Regions from separate parts of the Sus scrofa genome. Here all the other regions are linked to region 1. A link is a contact called in public HiChIP or PLAC-seq and promoter capture Hi-C data. All regions are on one chromosome and are shown on one strand. The core of a region is the stretch at or near the end of the contact, and the rest is flanking DNA. Distances in the headings are between cores, read along the strand shown.

Evidence for each region. Promoter capture Hi-C pulls out the DNA fragments that hold promoters and counts their contacts. HiChIP or PLAC-seq counts read pairs in DNA pulled down with a chosen protein or histone mark.
Region 2: a contact with region 1 is called in an H3K27ac HiChIP or PLAC-seq map of alveolar macrophages. The contact joins the promoter of WDR37 here to the promoter of ZMYND11 in region 1. A contact is called at or near these places in 1 of 5 promoter capture datasets (liver) and 1 of 2 datasets of contacts at active chromatin or transcription factors (alveolar macrophages).
Region 3: an H3K27ac HiChIP or PLAC-seq map of alveolar macrophages shows a contact between it and region 1. The contact joins the promoter of LARP4B here to the promoter of ZMYND11 in region 1. A contact is called at or near these places in 1 of 5 promoter capture datasets (liver), 1 of 47 Hi-C or Micro-C datasets (embryonic fibroblasts) and 2 of 2 datasets of contacts at active chromatin or transcription factors (alveolar macrophages and skeletal muscle).
Region 4: a contact with region 1 is called in an H3K27ac HiChIP or PLAC-seq map of alveolar macrophages. The contact joins the promoter of LOC100625534 here to the promoter of ZMYND11 in region 1. A contact is called at or near these places in 2 of 5 promoter capture datasets (fetal liver and fetal skeletal muscle) and 2 of 2 datasets of contacts at active chromatin or transcription factors (alveolar macrophages and skeletal muscle).
Region 5: a contact with region 1 is called in a promoter capture Hi-C map of fetal skeletal muscle, with 3 times the contacts expected there. The contact joins the promoter of DIP2C here to the promoter of ZMYND11 in region 1. A contact is called at or near these places in 1 of 5 promoter capture datasets (fetal skeletal muscle) and 1 of 2 datasets of contacts at active chromatin or transcription factors (skeletal muscle).

Annotation. Positions count from the first base shown.
Region 1 is chr10:69,294,257-69,297,057 of Sscrofa11.1, forward strand. It overlaps ZMYND11 (zinc finger MYND domain-containing protein 11), which reads right to left and starts at 1,384. Exons shown (of 14, transcript XM_005668264.3): 1 at 939-1,384.
Region 2 is chr10:68,527,234-68,530,034 of Sscrofa11.1, forward strand. WDR37 (WD repeat domain 37) reads right to left here and starts at 1,365. Exons shown (of 14, transcript NM_001244454.1): 1 at 1,285-1,365.
Region 3 is chr10:68,620,168-68,622,968 of Sscrofa11.1, forward strand. It overlaps LARP4B (la-related protein 4B), which reads left to right and starts at 1,429. Exons shown (of 18, transcript XM_021065070.1): 1 at 1,429-1,702. It overlaps LOC106505221 (a long non-coding RNA gene), which reads right to left and starts at 1,195. Exons shown (of 5, transcript XR_001299412.2): 1 at 185-1,195.
Region 4 is chr10:68,708,949-68,711,749 of Sscrofa11.1, forward strand. LOC100625534 reads left to right here and starts at 1,436. Exons shown (of 2, transcript XM_021065071.1): 1 at 1,436-1,549.
Region 5 is chr10:68,768,674-68,771,474 of Sscrofa11.1, forward strand. It overlaps DIP2C (disco-interacting protein 2 homolog C), which reads left to right and starts at 1,476. Exons shown (of 36, transcript XM_021065075.1): 1 at 1,476-1,721. The coding sequence starts at 1,637.

The DNA.
Region 1 (2,801 bases), core at 134-2,633:
GCCCATCGCAGACAAAGCTCCACCGTCCACTCCGCGCTGCCCGCGGAGGGCGAGCGGCGGTCACGCCCGCGGCCCGAGAGGCAGCAGCCGGGCCCGGACTCCACAAAGCCGCCGCGCCCCCGCCTCGGACGCCCCTGCCCGCGCCCCCGCCCCGCCGCCGCGGCCGAGCTTCTCCCACCATTATGCTCCGGTCCTCGCCGCCGCCGCCGCCGCCGCGCCCGGCCCTCCCCCTCCGCGCCCGGCCCGCCGCCCGCGCCGCCTCCTTCCCGCCGCGGCCGCCTCCTCCGAGCCTGGGCCGGCGGGTGCGGGGGGCCGCCGTCTCCCGGCCTTCCCGCCTCCGCGCGCCCGGCCTCCCCGCCGCCCCCAGGCTCCGCGGCCCGGCCTCCCCGCCGCCTCCGGCTCGCGGCCCGGCCTCCCCGCCTCCGGCTCCGCGGCCCGGGCCTCCTCCCCGCCGCCCGCCCCGGCGCGGCGCCTCGGGGGCGCCATGTTGACAGCCTTCGCCGCAGAAAGTCGCGAGCGCCCGGCGAGGGAAGCGCGGAGGCCCCGCCGCCGCACTTACGGTGTCGCCTCGCCGAGCGGCGGGCCGGGGCCGGGCGCGGAGTTGGGGCGCCGCCGCCCGCCGCGGGGAAAGTTTGCGTCCTGCCAGGCCGCGGCGCCGCTCACATGGCGGGTCGAGCGGGGCGGCCGCTCGCCGGCCCGGCCTCCTCGCCGCCGCCGCCGCCGCCGCCGCCCCCGGGCTTTATTGTGTGGCGGGCCGGCGGGCCGCGCAGCGGGTTCGGGCTCGGGCTCGGCGCGGGCTCCCTCCCGGCCCGGCCCGCCGCGCACGCCCACACCCACCTTCCCTCCGTCCTGTGCTCCGCGCCTCTCCCCAAACTGGAGCATATTCGTACAGATCCACACATGCACTTCATATCCACACACACGTGAAGGCTACGTACGTGCGGGCACGCGGGAGCCGGGAGCGGAGCGCACAAAGATCCGGCGCCCGCAGCATCGTCAGCTCGGACCCGCAGCTGCGGGCGCTGCCCGGCCGACGCCTGATTTCGTGTGCGTGGTGCCTGCCTGGAGTCGCCGTCGGAATGGCAAAGTCTTGGAGAAGCGTTAGCTTTTAATGGGCAAGATCGGTAAAATGGTGTTCATACCCTTTTAATTCTGTCATGAAAACGAACTGCGGGAATATGCTGCATTCCACACTTACGCCTTCCACAAGAACCGGACCACCCATTATCACTTTAGCAAAAACACCACCAATTGTTTAAGGAGAAGGAGGTTGTCTTTTTTAGTTTGTGATTGTGGATCTAACCAGAGAAGATCCCAATATGTGAAATAAGACAGGCTCAGAGAGAAGCATATTTTATAGATTTCACGTATTTTCCCTAATGACCTTTCTCCAGGAGGAGTTTGGAAGAAACACCTCTGCGCCAAAATTTCTTACCCTGACTCCATTTGGACATGTATATACCTGAAAATCACTGAAAGACACTTGTCCAAGAAATCTGGGGATTTAAATCCGATTCATCAATCTTTCATGGCCGGGCTGTAAGACTAAGACTTTAGAAATGGGTCGTACTTGACTAGGAGTTCCATGACGCACACCAGCGGAGGAAGCAGTCTTTCAGAGCCCTGGTCCTCATACACCCCAGAGGGGGTTTTGGTTACCTCAAGGAGCATCACAAAATCAGTTTAACTCATTTTAACTGTATGGATAAATACATGCCTTTAAACACTGGCAGACGGGTTAAAAAAATGTCAGAAAAAAATCGAGCCATGCCTGGTTTGAATGCTGGACCGGGAATTCTAACCAATGAATAGCTTTAAGTAAATCATCTTGTTTAAAAGACATCTGTAAAATAGAGATCAGCATGTGTTTCCCTGAGGCCACTCAAGGAAGACATTTTAGGAAAGAAGTCACTGTGTAACTCCACATTTTTCTCTAAATTTTTTTAGGCACCATTTTAATTTCTGTACCCAGATTTTATTTCTCATTCTACCTTGGTTTTGCCTACAATTTAACCTTTGGCTCTATTTCCCCTTCAAAACAGTTTTGTTTACCTCATTTTCCCCTCAGCCGAGTGAATAATAGGCAAGGGAAGTGGTCTGGGGGCTCCTGGTTTGGGATTGGGAGTTGGGAGGAAGCCCAGAAGACCAAGCACTTCTTGCCATACATCCTAGGTTACACCATGAATTTATCCACCAACATGCAAAGAGAGAGCAAGGAACTGAGTCGTGGAGGGAAAGAGGGAAAGGGAAGAGTAGTGGGCTCTGAGGGATGGTTTACTTCCCTTGGCCCTGTTTCGGAGACCTAGCACCACCCCAAGAAGGACCCCACCCAGCACTTCTGACCCTTCCCTACCCCCAGCTGACTCTCACCAGTGGTAATGTTGGACTGGATCAGGCTATCATTTTTCCAGATTCTGCTTTAAGAAATATTATGTACATAGAGAAGTCATGTGTTATTCAGCAAATTAATGTGGAATTTTTGTCTCTTTAAAAGAAATTAATCAAATCATATCCTTAATTTATACCCCACAGTTTAAAATAATCGAAATCACTTAAGTAATACATTGTAGCAACTGAAAATCATTTTTCTAAAGGTAGAAGAAAATATAGGTGGATATTTGTAAGATTAGTGTGGAGAAAACTATCCTAAGCTCTAAAGCAATGATTTTATCAGAAAAGGAAAGTGATAAATTTGACTGTATAAAAGTGTTTGAATCCTATATGTCAAAAACAGATGTAGATGTATTTTAAAATATGCCCATTAGGGTTACAACTTTTATAAGGAGCTTCTTTTTAATACC
Region 2 (2,801 bases), core at 115-2,614, 770 kb before region 1:
CTCACAGAGCAAGGCCAGAAATCAAACCCGAGACCTCATGGATACTCGTTGGATTCATTACTGCTGAGCCACAGCAGGAACTCCTTAAACACATTCTTTAAGAAAGCATGTAGTCCCCTCCAAAAATCAACCTCCCTAATCTACTGCTCAAATAAATGAATTTAATATAAACTCTCCTTCTGCCCAACCCATGTTACATGCTGCCACATGCACTACCCCCTGCATTCAAAACATTACAGTTCCACATCCAGTGGGATTTATAAACATTATCCTTTTAGCAAGAGAAAAACACTTGGCTAAATAACAAATATTATGAACGTTAAACACATGCAAAAAAAATAAAAGGATATAATTTGCATGTGGCCCTTAAAAATACAAAACGTGACTGAATTTCCACAAGAAGGTAGAGTTTTTCACAGCACTTCACTGTGAAAACACCATTACCAAATTCCTGGCGGCCAACACCAACTGCTGAGGGTCAGCAACGAGAGGCGGCCTCGGCGGTCTCCCCTAGGTCACCCTGCCGAAAGTGCCCAACTGGGGACCTAGGCCAACGCTCGGAACACAAGCTCACCGGTTCTGGGGGCATCTCTAACAGGAAAACAACCAAGATTGTTTACAGATCTCAACAGTGGAAAGAATGGGATAGAATCGGGGATAAAGTTAATAAATGTAGAGTTTGCTTCTTAGGAAAACCAGGACTGGAGAATTCAGACAGCTTATCTGTACCCCTCGGGGATGTAAGCTCCAAGTCAGGGCACAGCAGGTGCGCACGGCTGCCCAGAGCCCTAAGAAGAAGGGCACTCGCTGAGACCTCAAAGCGGGCACTTAGCGAGGACGCGAGGCTGGACGTGGACCCGCAGGCAGTTCCTGCCCAAGGTCGCGGCGACCCTGCCGACCGCCGCAGGCCCGCCCCGGGGGCGGGGAGCACAGAGGCCCGGCTGCCAGGGAGCGGGGCGCGCGGCCCCAAGGCGCCCGGAAGGACCCTCCTCGCAGGCCGCCCGGGGCGCGCGCACCAACCACATCTACGACCCGGGGGGTGTCGGGGTAGAAGTCTGGGGCGCGGGGTCAAGAGGCGCGGGATCGGGCTCGGAGGGGTCGGCGGTCGCGGTCCAGACTGGGGACGGGGGGGTCCCGCGGCGCGCAGGTCGGGGGTTGGAGGGCGTGGGGTCAGGGGCACAGGGCCACCCCGCAACACACAGACAAGCCCCGCCCGGCGCGAGGCTGCTGCCGCACACACCAAGGCTGCCGGTCCCGGGCGGAAGATGGCGGGCCTGCACTCACCTGTCACGCCGCCGCCGCGCAGTGCCAGCCGGGCAGTGCGCTGCCGCCCGTGGGTTCCCAGCCAGGGGGCGCCGGGACCTATGCGGACGTGCAGGACACCAAGTCTCCCCGGCCCTGACGCGGCCCCAAGACCCGGCAGCCTGACGCCCCACGCTTCCGGCGCCGGAAGTCCCGGCCCCGCCTCCTCCCCGCGCCGGAAATCCCGCCCGGCGTCCTCCACACGCAGGCGCCGCAGGAAATCCCGCCTCTGGCTAAGCAGGCATGGCCGGAAGTCCAGCCCCCCGCAGAAAGTCCCGCGCGTCACCTGAGCCGGCCGGGGTCCCTAACTGGACAGCGGCGGTGGCAGAGTCGCCGAGGCGTTGCGCGAGCTCGTGACCACCGGGCCCTTGCCCGAGGGATAAGCGCCCCTCTGAAGACCCCTTGGACGGCCAGGCGGCGCCGGGAGCCCAGGGCGCTGAAGACCCGCGGGTACTCACCGCGGCGAAGGCGCGCGGGCGCCCGGGGCAGGCGCCAGTCCGCGTCCATGGGAACCAAGATCGGGCCGGTGGGAACGGCCGTCCCCACTCCTCGCTACCGCGTGTGCCGCAGCCGCTTCCCCGGCGGCGCGGGCGAGGCGGCTGCGCACGGAGCCCGACAGAGTCTGCGGAGGGTGACTCACCCGCTGCCGCCTCGGGTGTGAAATGTGTGCTCGCCATTGGCTACAGAGACGAACAAAGGCAGCCGCGCGCTGCGAAAGGTGGGACTTGAAGGCCTGCTGCCCTTGGTCTAGTTTGGAAAAATCGCAGAGGGCGCAGTAGTCCTCAGCTCTGCCAACAGCCACCTGGGCGTGTAAAGACCAAGTGTGGCGCAGGGAGCATTTTCCTTCTTTTAAAAAATAAAGCGCATTCAGATTCAAGAAGCACCTATGATTTTGCGCAGGAAAACAAATTTGGCGTATTTTGGTATCCAAATAGCCGAACGGCTTGTAGAACAAAACCTCAAGTAACTTAGTCATTGAGCATAACAATAAAACCTTATTACTAGAATCATTTATAAATATTCAGCTAAGGATTGCAGAGGTTGTGGCTAACAAGTAACAATTTTATTTCGGACCTAGGGTGCACATGGCATTCTGTTGGGCATGGGAGCCTATATATAGACTGCTCCATGAACTGCGGTATCATCTCCACCTAATTCACGTGCTAATACATGGTTTGGTTTCGCAGCCACAAAAGTTACTAAATGAAATGACTGCATAAAGAAGTGTCACAAAATTAAGAAGGGAAAGGAATCAATATTTTGAGGGCCTGCTGTCTGCCAGTCACTTCACTTATTTGGTAACTTGTTTAATCCAATAAAGTAAAAATTGTTTCATTATTAGAGAAATGCAAATAAAAACTAAATGAGGTATCACCTCACACTGGTGAGAATGGTCATTATCAAAAAGTCAACAAAGAGTAAATACTGAAGAGTGTGTGGAGAATAGAGAGCCCTCCTACCCTGTTGGTAGGAATGTAAGTTGGTGCACCCACTATGGA
Region 3 (2,801 bases), core at 179-2,678, 670 kb before region 1:
CAGGGGAACAAAAAGCCAGTTTTGATTGTTTAGGAAGAATCCAAGCAAAAATAGAAAGTAGAAACGCCACTTCAATATTAAGTATTCTCATAGCATTTAGTCCCTTTTGTAATACAGGCACTTATCTGTGTATCAAAATGTCTGCGTGGACGTAGACAGCAAAAAAGACAGGAGTCTAACTTACCAGCTTTGGAGACTTCACGGTCTTTCAAAGGTGGACCACATCGCTGGGCCTCTGGACTATTCTCTGGGCCAAGGGTAGACACCTCAGGCCGAGAGGTTCAAACTGGAGGCAGCTGAGAAGGGTCACACTACACCCAAGAGGTTTTCTGGGAAAGCGAACTCTACAATATGACTTTCCCCCTGAAACGTGTATGTGCTTTCAACATCAGAGGAAACCTCAGTCTTACGTGATTATCTTCAAAGACATTGCTGTGAATAGCATTTTGAACATGCAAGTTTCTCAGAGCGAGTATGTGACAACGTAGGCCAAAGCAGAAGGCGCCGAACACAGATGGCAATATATGATCTTCCCAGTCAAGACGTCTAAGTCCGAAGCGCAGTCCTGTCGGCATTTGGATACCTCGAAAGGAACAGGTAAGAAACACAGGTGCACGCAGAAAACTGGACAGTGTCCCAGAGAGAGAAGCCTTTCCAGTTCGTACGTACGTCTATAATCAACAACCAACCGGAGCAGGGATACAGGAAGTCAGGCAGCAAGCTTACAGGAGGTGACCGTAATTTACTCTAATCTCCCCCCGCCCCCGCCAAGAATGGGTTGGGATGGGTGGCACATGCTCGTGTTTGGGAAGACGTCCTGAGTCTTCAGCATTTCCCTTCAAATCCAGAGACTGTTGCTGGTCGACAGCAACCCAGGGCATCCGCTCCACTGACAGGCGACACCGCCTTCTCCCTTCTTGCGAGCGCGCTCGAGCGGCTCTCCCGACCCCACCAAGCGGACCGCCAGATAGGGCGGGGACCCGGGGCGAGGGGGCGGGGCCGGGGTCCCGGGCAAAGACGGAGTGGGGGTGGAAGTCCAGGGCGAAGGGGTAGGGGTCGCGGTCCCCAGACGAAGGGGAAGAAAGTTGTGGTCCCAGGTGAGGGTGGCAGGAGTCGCAGCCCTCAGCGACCGCGCAGCCTCCTCCGGTCGCGCCGGGGTGGGGCGCGGACAGCGTGCGAGGGGTGGTGCGGGGGCTGCGTGCGCAGGGCGGGGCGTGGCGGCGTGCGCGCCCGCACCAATCACAGGCACCGCCGGGAGGGGCACTCGCGCGGAGAGTCCAGGATGAGAGGGCGGGTCCGGCGAAGCGCTAGGCCAATCGAGGCGCCCTGTTGCCATGACGTAGCGCTCTCCCCGGCTCAGAGAGCCAATCGGCGGGCTGGGCGGTGAGTGCGCGAGCGCGCGGGCGCGCGAGCGCGCCGGGCGGGACTTCCGCCGAGTCCCGGAAGCGGGAGCTGTGTGTTCTCATGCGAACGGGAAGGAGCGTTGGGGCGCTGGAGTCGCGAGGTTGAGACATTTTCGGCCCGAAACGGGAAGGAGCCGCCGCTGCCCCGCCGCCAGCCCGCGCCGCGCCGCCCCCCGCCGCTCGTCCGGGCCGGCCGCGCCCCTGCTTCCGCCCCTCCCTCACGGCCCGTCCGCGTGTGGCGCGGTCGCCGGGCACCGGGGCTGCGGCGGTCGGCGGCCGGGCGGCGGCGGCGCTGACAGGTGAGCGCGGCGGCGGGCGGGCCTCTCCGCTCCTCTCCCGCCGCGCCCGGCCGCCGCCTCGGACCCGCGCCGCGCCCGCCTGTCACGGGCCGCCATCTTCCCGGAGGACGCGGCCGGGCAGGGCCGGGCTGACGCGGCCGGGCCGGGGCGCGGGCAGGGGGGCCTGCGTGCGGGCCGGGGCCGGGGCGACGGGTAGGGCCGGGGCAGGCCGGGCCGAAGTCTGGGAGGCCGGGCCCGGGCCGGGTCCGGGCAGCGCCGCCGTCCGGCCCGCACTGCGGCGGCCTCGCCCTGCCCTCCGCCCGGGCCCGGGACCGCGGCCGGCCGGGCGGGGAGGGCCCGGGCTGCTCGGACCAGGAAGTGCGATCCTGTTGCTCCGGTTGTGCTTGGGAAGCTCGCGCTCTCCTCTGCGAGGTTTGAGCAGAGGCAGATTCTGAGACAATTAGGGAAAAATGCTAAAGGGGCCCTGGGCTCGAGAAAGAGGCAGGTCAGGAATTTCTTACCACCTGCTTCTCAGTCGTGTCCAATCAGAACGAAAAAACTGAGACTTGTTCAGACTTCACTGTAATTTTGTATTGCAACTCTCCCTTCAGGTCATCTTGCTTTCCCCCTCATTTCTACGTAAAACGGTCTTTAATTTGGGCTTAGATGAAACTTGAGAAGATTATCTGTTGGGTAGCTATCCTATGCGTTGAGCCCCCTCTCCTTGGCTGCACTGTAACTTGCCCTAAATGTTAAGTGGAAATTGGAAGTTTTGGGTAACTGAAGGAACGGGAAAATTTCCCTGACTGCAGGGAAATTAGTTTGTGTGAGGGTTTCTCAAAAAGGTAGTGTCAACTTGAAGACCGGTGTTGTAAGGATACAGGTTATTTTTCTCTTGAAAGTTTTTCTTTTATGGTATTTAATATATTGTTTGTTACGTATTTCTTGTTTCGTGTTAAGTGTTTAAAATGCTTTTGAAATAGGTGCTCAGTTGTAGTCTGCAAAGACCACTTTTGGGGGGGGGGGAGCGATGTCCTCTTCTGCGGTGACTGGATAATATGTGCCCTGAGCGATTTTCGTACTTCCCCACCTGCCCGGCTCCTTCTAATGTATCGTCAGG
Region 4 (2,801 bases), core at 186-2,685, 590 kb before region 1:
CCAGATGGGGATACTGGGGCCAAACGTAATCTCACTGAACCCTGCGAGTTTGTCTTTGAACCGAGTACACGTGGCCATTCCTGCCCATTTTGCAGGATCCAATAAGCCCCCCAAGAGTGGAAGTGTCCCAGAGACTGATGGGCATGCCCTGCTGTGAGCAGCAGCCCGGTTCTGCCCTGTGCCCCTCGGAGCCCCCCCGGCCCCCGGCCAAGCTCGGGGAGGTGAACATGAAGAATTCCCAGCAACATGGTTTCAAGTCTGAGGAGGCCGCCCGGCCAGTTTTCCCTCAGACTCGTCCACCCGGAGAGAGTGACGCAGCGGAGAGCAGGGGCCAAGCGGAAAGGCCCGAGGGCAACCATGAGTTTAGCCTGCTTTCCGCACGTGTCACCCCATTTGCGCCTGTCTCTAGACTTTGTGACTCCCCTGGAAATCTGCGAAAACACAGCCTGTTTCTGGGCAGAGACCCCACACAACAGAGTAGCCTGAAGTCCGGGCTCTGTTGCTCCCTCAACAGCAAGCACGGAAACAGGCTTTTGTTCATTTATTTATTTGGGCCTCACACCCGGCATATGGGCGTTCCCAGGCTGGGGGTCCAACTGGAGCTACGGCAGGGTGGCCGGCCTACACCACAGCCACAGCAAGGCCAGATCAAGCCGCATCCATGACCTACACCCAGCTCACAGCAACACCAGATGCCACTGTCTCCAGGACACATGGGTTCTAGTGTCCTCATGGGTTCTAGTCCAGTTTCGTTACCTCTGAGCCACAACAGGAACTCCACAGAGAGGCTTTTAGACACTGAAATATTTAAAGCAAACGTCTACTTTTTCATACATGTCCCGGATGTGGGTGGGCCACAGCCCTCCTTCCCAGAACCGCAGGGCCCCCAGGATCCTGCCCTGAGCACCGAAGGGGCTTCCACTTCCGGAAGAGGGTCGCGGAGCGCCGAGGCTCCGCGCAGGCCTGCCAGCCTCCTCAGGGTCACCCCAGCGCTCGCTGGAGCTCGGCTGCCAGGCGCACCCCGAGGTTTGGTGCAGAGACCGCGGCCCCACCAAGGAGCGGAGCACGGGCTGTCGGCTGTTGGGCGCCGCAGGTGCTGCCCGCGGTCGGTGGACCCGACCCGCCGGGGACGCCGGTGGAGCCTGCGCGGGCCCTGGGTACGCGCGAGTCCGGCGCCGTCCTCAGAAGCACCTGCGACCACGCCGACGCCCCGCCCCCCGTGGGGAGCCCGCCTGCAGCGGTTTGGTGGCGCCAGGGTGACGAGGCTGCTTCCGCACCCCTGCGGTCTGCGGCGCTGCGTGCGGGCTGGTGGCCGTGCCGGCCCAAGCCGCCTCCGCTCGCTGCTGTGAAACGCTCATGCCCTTCGGGTGGGGCCCCGCCAGCTCCCCCGGAAGCGGCTGCTCGGCCCGCCCCGCCTGCGGAGCGGGACCCGTCGGGCGTCCCGGCCTCGGGGAAGGTCCGCAGGACAAACAGGGAACCAGGCGAGGTTCCCTGAACTGGGCGAGGAGGGGCCTCCGGCAGCGATGGCCCCGGCGCCCAGGCCTGTAAGGTCGGTGCTGGCAGGGGAGGGGCCACCTTTGGGCAGGTGGCACTCGTGAGGGACACCTCAGATGCACCCGGGGGGCGCTTGGGGACAGGGTGCGCCGGGCCGGGAAGCCCTGGGGTAGTGGCGGCAGCAGGAGGGCAGAAGTGGGCAGAGGTGCCCAGAGTCAGCAAAGGGAACACGGAAGACGGGGGTAAGGAGGGCTGCGTCGGGCTCTGTGCCCGCGGCGAGACCCACGCGCGGCTCTGGTCTCCGGCGCCCTGGGTGGACTCACCTGCTAGTTCCCCGGAGGCTCACGTTGCCTAAGAGGTGGAACGAAACGACCCTCTCAGTTGTTGAGATGGGACTGACCGGCGGTGTGGGAGTGGTGTCAGGTGTATAACAACCATTCGGTCCATGGAGCTGTTGTCCAGTGATCACACCAGGTCCGGTGAAGGTTGGTCACCTCACACGGTACAAATGGTGTGAGTGTGACAGGAACATGTCATGTTTATTCTCCTAACAGCTTTCAAAGACCCACAGAACAGCACTCAACTTGCTGTATCCCCAGGTCTTAGGTATTTTGTTTTAACCACCTTCACCCATTTCACCCACTCCTGACCCCTGCCTCTAACAACCCCAGCCTGTTCACTGTGTCTGTGACCTTGGTGTTTTGCTTTGTTTTTAGATTCCTGCGATGAGTGAGATCCTGTGGTATTTGTCTTTTCGGTCTGACTTATCTCACTTGACATGTCTCGGCCGTCAGGACATCCTTCTTTTCAGGGCTGAATGTTTACATTGCCTGTATCCATCTCTCCACTGTCTTCATCCGTTCATCCATCGAAGGACTCTCACTTGGCTCCCCGTCTTCGCTGCTCTAAGTCATGCTGCCTGAACGGGGCGGCACAGCCTTTGCTTTTTCTTTGGAGTGGGTGTTTTCGGTTTCTTAAGCAGATACCCAGAAGGGGCACTCCTCGGTCATGTGGTGGTTCTGCCTTATTTTTTGAGGACGCTCCGTGCTGTTTCCCGTAGTGATTGGAGCGAATCTCCTTCCCGCCACTGGTGAAGGAGGCACCCTTTTTCTCCGCATCCCCTCCCACTCTTGCTATTTGTTGTCTGTTTGATAACAGCCATCCTAACAGGTGGGAGGGATGGCTCACTGTGGTTTGATTTGCATTCCCTGTCAATTAGCAGTGTTGATGAGCATGTTTTCATGTGCCTGTTGGCCATCTGTAGGTCTGTATGTCTTCTTTGGAAAAATGTCTGTTCACATCCTTTA
Region 5 (2,801 bases), core at 226-2,725, 530 kb before region 1:
CCTCAGCGGTCTGTTTGTCATGAAAAGGGGAGAGATGGTGGTGGGCCCTACAGGTGTGGCCCCCAGTGTCCACTGGGTTTACATCCGAGAACATAAAGCCCAGGAGTTTGGGGTTCACCTGTTTCAAGCCGCTCATCGACCACACGAGATTAATGGGAACTGTCACAGCTGTGAAGTCGCTGCGATGTACGAAGACGAAGAAGGCTTGTGCTTGTCCCCAGGAGCCTTCACTCAGGCGGATGAGACAGATCAAGGTCAAGGAGGTGAGGGTGGTGAGAAGTCGAAGCCTGGTAAAGGGGGGAGACTTTTCCGGAGTTGCTATTAGGGAGGCCTGGGAATGTGGGGCAGGGCAGGCCCTCGGGTGCAGGCACACAGGGTCTCCGGGGAACACAGCCCTTGGCAGGCGTGGTGAGGCTGTGTTACACCAGGTGGTGGAGGGTCTGGGGTCTCCGGCTTAGAGGGTGACCTTGTACTCAGTAGACAATGCAGAAGCATCACACTGTCTACTTTTGGAAGGAGGATTAGAGCCACCTTTGACCACTCCCGCCACAACTTCCAGCCGCTGGGGCTGGGGCACCCCTGGGAGGTGGTCCCGACGCCCTGGGCCCGCTGTAGCTGCTGGGCGGCGAAGAGCCAATCCGGAACGAAAGCGAGGTCAGCTGATGGAGACTGTGCCAGAGTCTTAGGGGACAGGGAAGCAGAGGATGTGTGAAGTCCCAGGAAGCTCCGGGACCCTCCGGCCTGTATAATTAAGAAAATGGTGGGAGTTGTCAGAAGCCAGAAGGAGGAGCTGGCTTAATGTGGGGTTTGCGCAGCAGTCGGGGTGTGGATTGCCTCCCCAAACGGTCAGGACTGGAGGACCAGATTTGGTGACGCGCCTGGAGGCGACACCGGTGCGGTGGGCGCAGAAGAGAAGACGGTGGAGGACCAGCCGTCGGGCCCTGATGTGCTCCACCTGTGGAGGCAGGTGACCCCTCTGTCCTCCGCCCTTTCAGCGCTGGGAGACTGGGGCCAGGCAGAGGCACTGATGCAGCCTGGGGGCACAGGCTCCCAGGTTCTCCAGCCAGAATTAGGAATTTGCAACCCAGGGCTCTTTCCGCGGCCCACGCTGTTTTTATACCCCGCCCCCAACACACGGACGTATTTATTTCAAAAAAAAAAAAGAAAAAAATCAGTCCTCAAAGACCCAGAACCCTTGGGCTGGGGCTCCGGCCTGCATTTTGCTGTTCCAGGTATTCTTCTGCCTTAGGCCAGGGGAAGGCGAGGGCTGGGCTGGGCGGGGAGGCCCCGCGGGGCCGGTGCGCGTGCCCCGCGCCCCCGGGGGCGCGCGCAGCGCCGGCCCGCCCTCTTTGCCCGGCGCGCGCCCCCATCCCCGCCCCGTGCGCGCCCCTCGCCGGCACGCGCGCGTCGCGGAGCTGCCCGGTGCAGCGGCGGCGGGCGCGCTCCAGGCGGGACGGGGGCGCGGGCGCGGGCGCGAGGCCGCCGTGCCGGGGCCGCGCGGAGGAGGCGCCGGGGAGGAGCGCGCTGCGCCGCCGCCCGGCCTGCCGCCGCTCGGTGCGGGTCCGCGGGGCGCGAGGAGCGGCGAGACCGCGGCCTGGAACAAAGGGAGGCCGGCTGGGGCGGGGGCGTCGCGAGCATGGCGGACCGCAGCCTGGAAGGCATGGCGCTGCCCCTGGAGGTGCGGGCCCGGCTGGCCGAGCTGGAGCTGGAGCTGTCGGAAGGTAACAGGCCCCGCGCTCGGCCGGCCGCGCTGTCACGGGGGCCCGGGCGCGGGCGGGCGGGCGGGCGGGCGAGCGGGCGGGGGTCCCGGCGCCGCTGCGAGCGCGACCCCCGCCCTGCGGCTCTGCGTCGTGGGTCGCGGCCCCCGCGCCCGGGGCCTGGGGAGCGGGCCGGGGCCGTGGGGCCGGGGGCGCAGGACGCGGCCGCGGGGCCTGGGGCGCCGCCGGGGCGCAGGACCGGGCCGCGGGGCCGGGGCGGCCTTGCGCGCGGCCTGGCGGACGGGGCCGTGTCCTTGGTGCGCCGCGGAGCGCTGCCCACCGCGGCCGGGCCGGGGGCGGTTCCGCGTTGCGCGGCCTGATGCGCCGCGGGCCTCGTTCTAATGCGAAACTTGTCGTTGGACTTGAGGGTTTGATCGCCGGGGGCTGCGGCCCGTCCTGGCTGGACGGAGATAGTGCTACTATTGTTACCGCGGGCTGGGATGCGAAGGGGGGTAAAATTGGCAAACCTCCTCCCTCAGGCCGGGGTTCGTGCCGCGTTCCCAGCGTCTCCTACTTAGAATTTGTGACAGATTCGCTACAGTGATTTCATGGAGTGTTATATACGGTTTCTCATTTGCTCTTAATGGTGGGATCATGTGCTCAACTGTCACAAGTTTTAGATCGGGTTTTGCCATGTCTTTAAAAAAAAACCCACTAAAGTTCCGAAATGTTCAGGTTGCGTGTAGATTGGGAATTCACCCGGCTCACCCCAGGAAGGCCACTCATGTACTGTGGGGGTGGGGACAGGCTGGCGCGTCTCGAATTTATATTTGGAGCAGTTTCGTGGTGAACTTGTGTGTGTAACGGTTTTGCGGGGCTGGCAGCCAGAAAGTAAATTCATTCGTGCCAGTTTTCTTCAGCAGGGAGGAGCTGGTGTCGACCTCACGTTTTCCGTTTTAACTCTTTGAGGAGGTAAAGGTGAGCGCCTGGCGGGAAGTGCCTTTTCAGGTGCCCAGGTCTGGAGATGCTTCTGTCTCACACTTGGGGTTCTGCAGGGTTCTGTAATGTTCAACAGCCCCACGGGGGGACCGTGTCCTGGGCGCT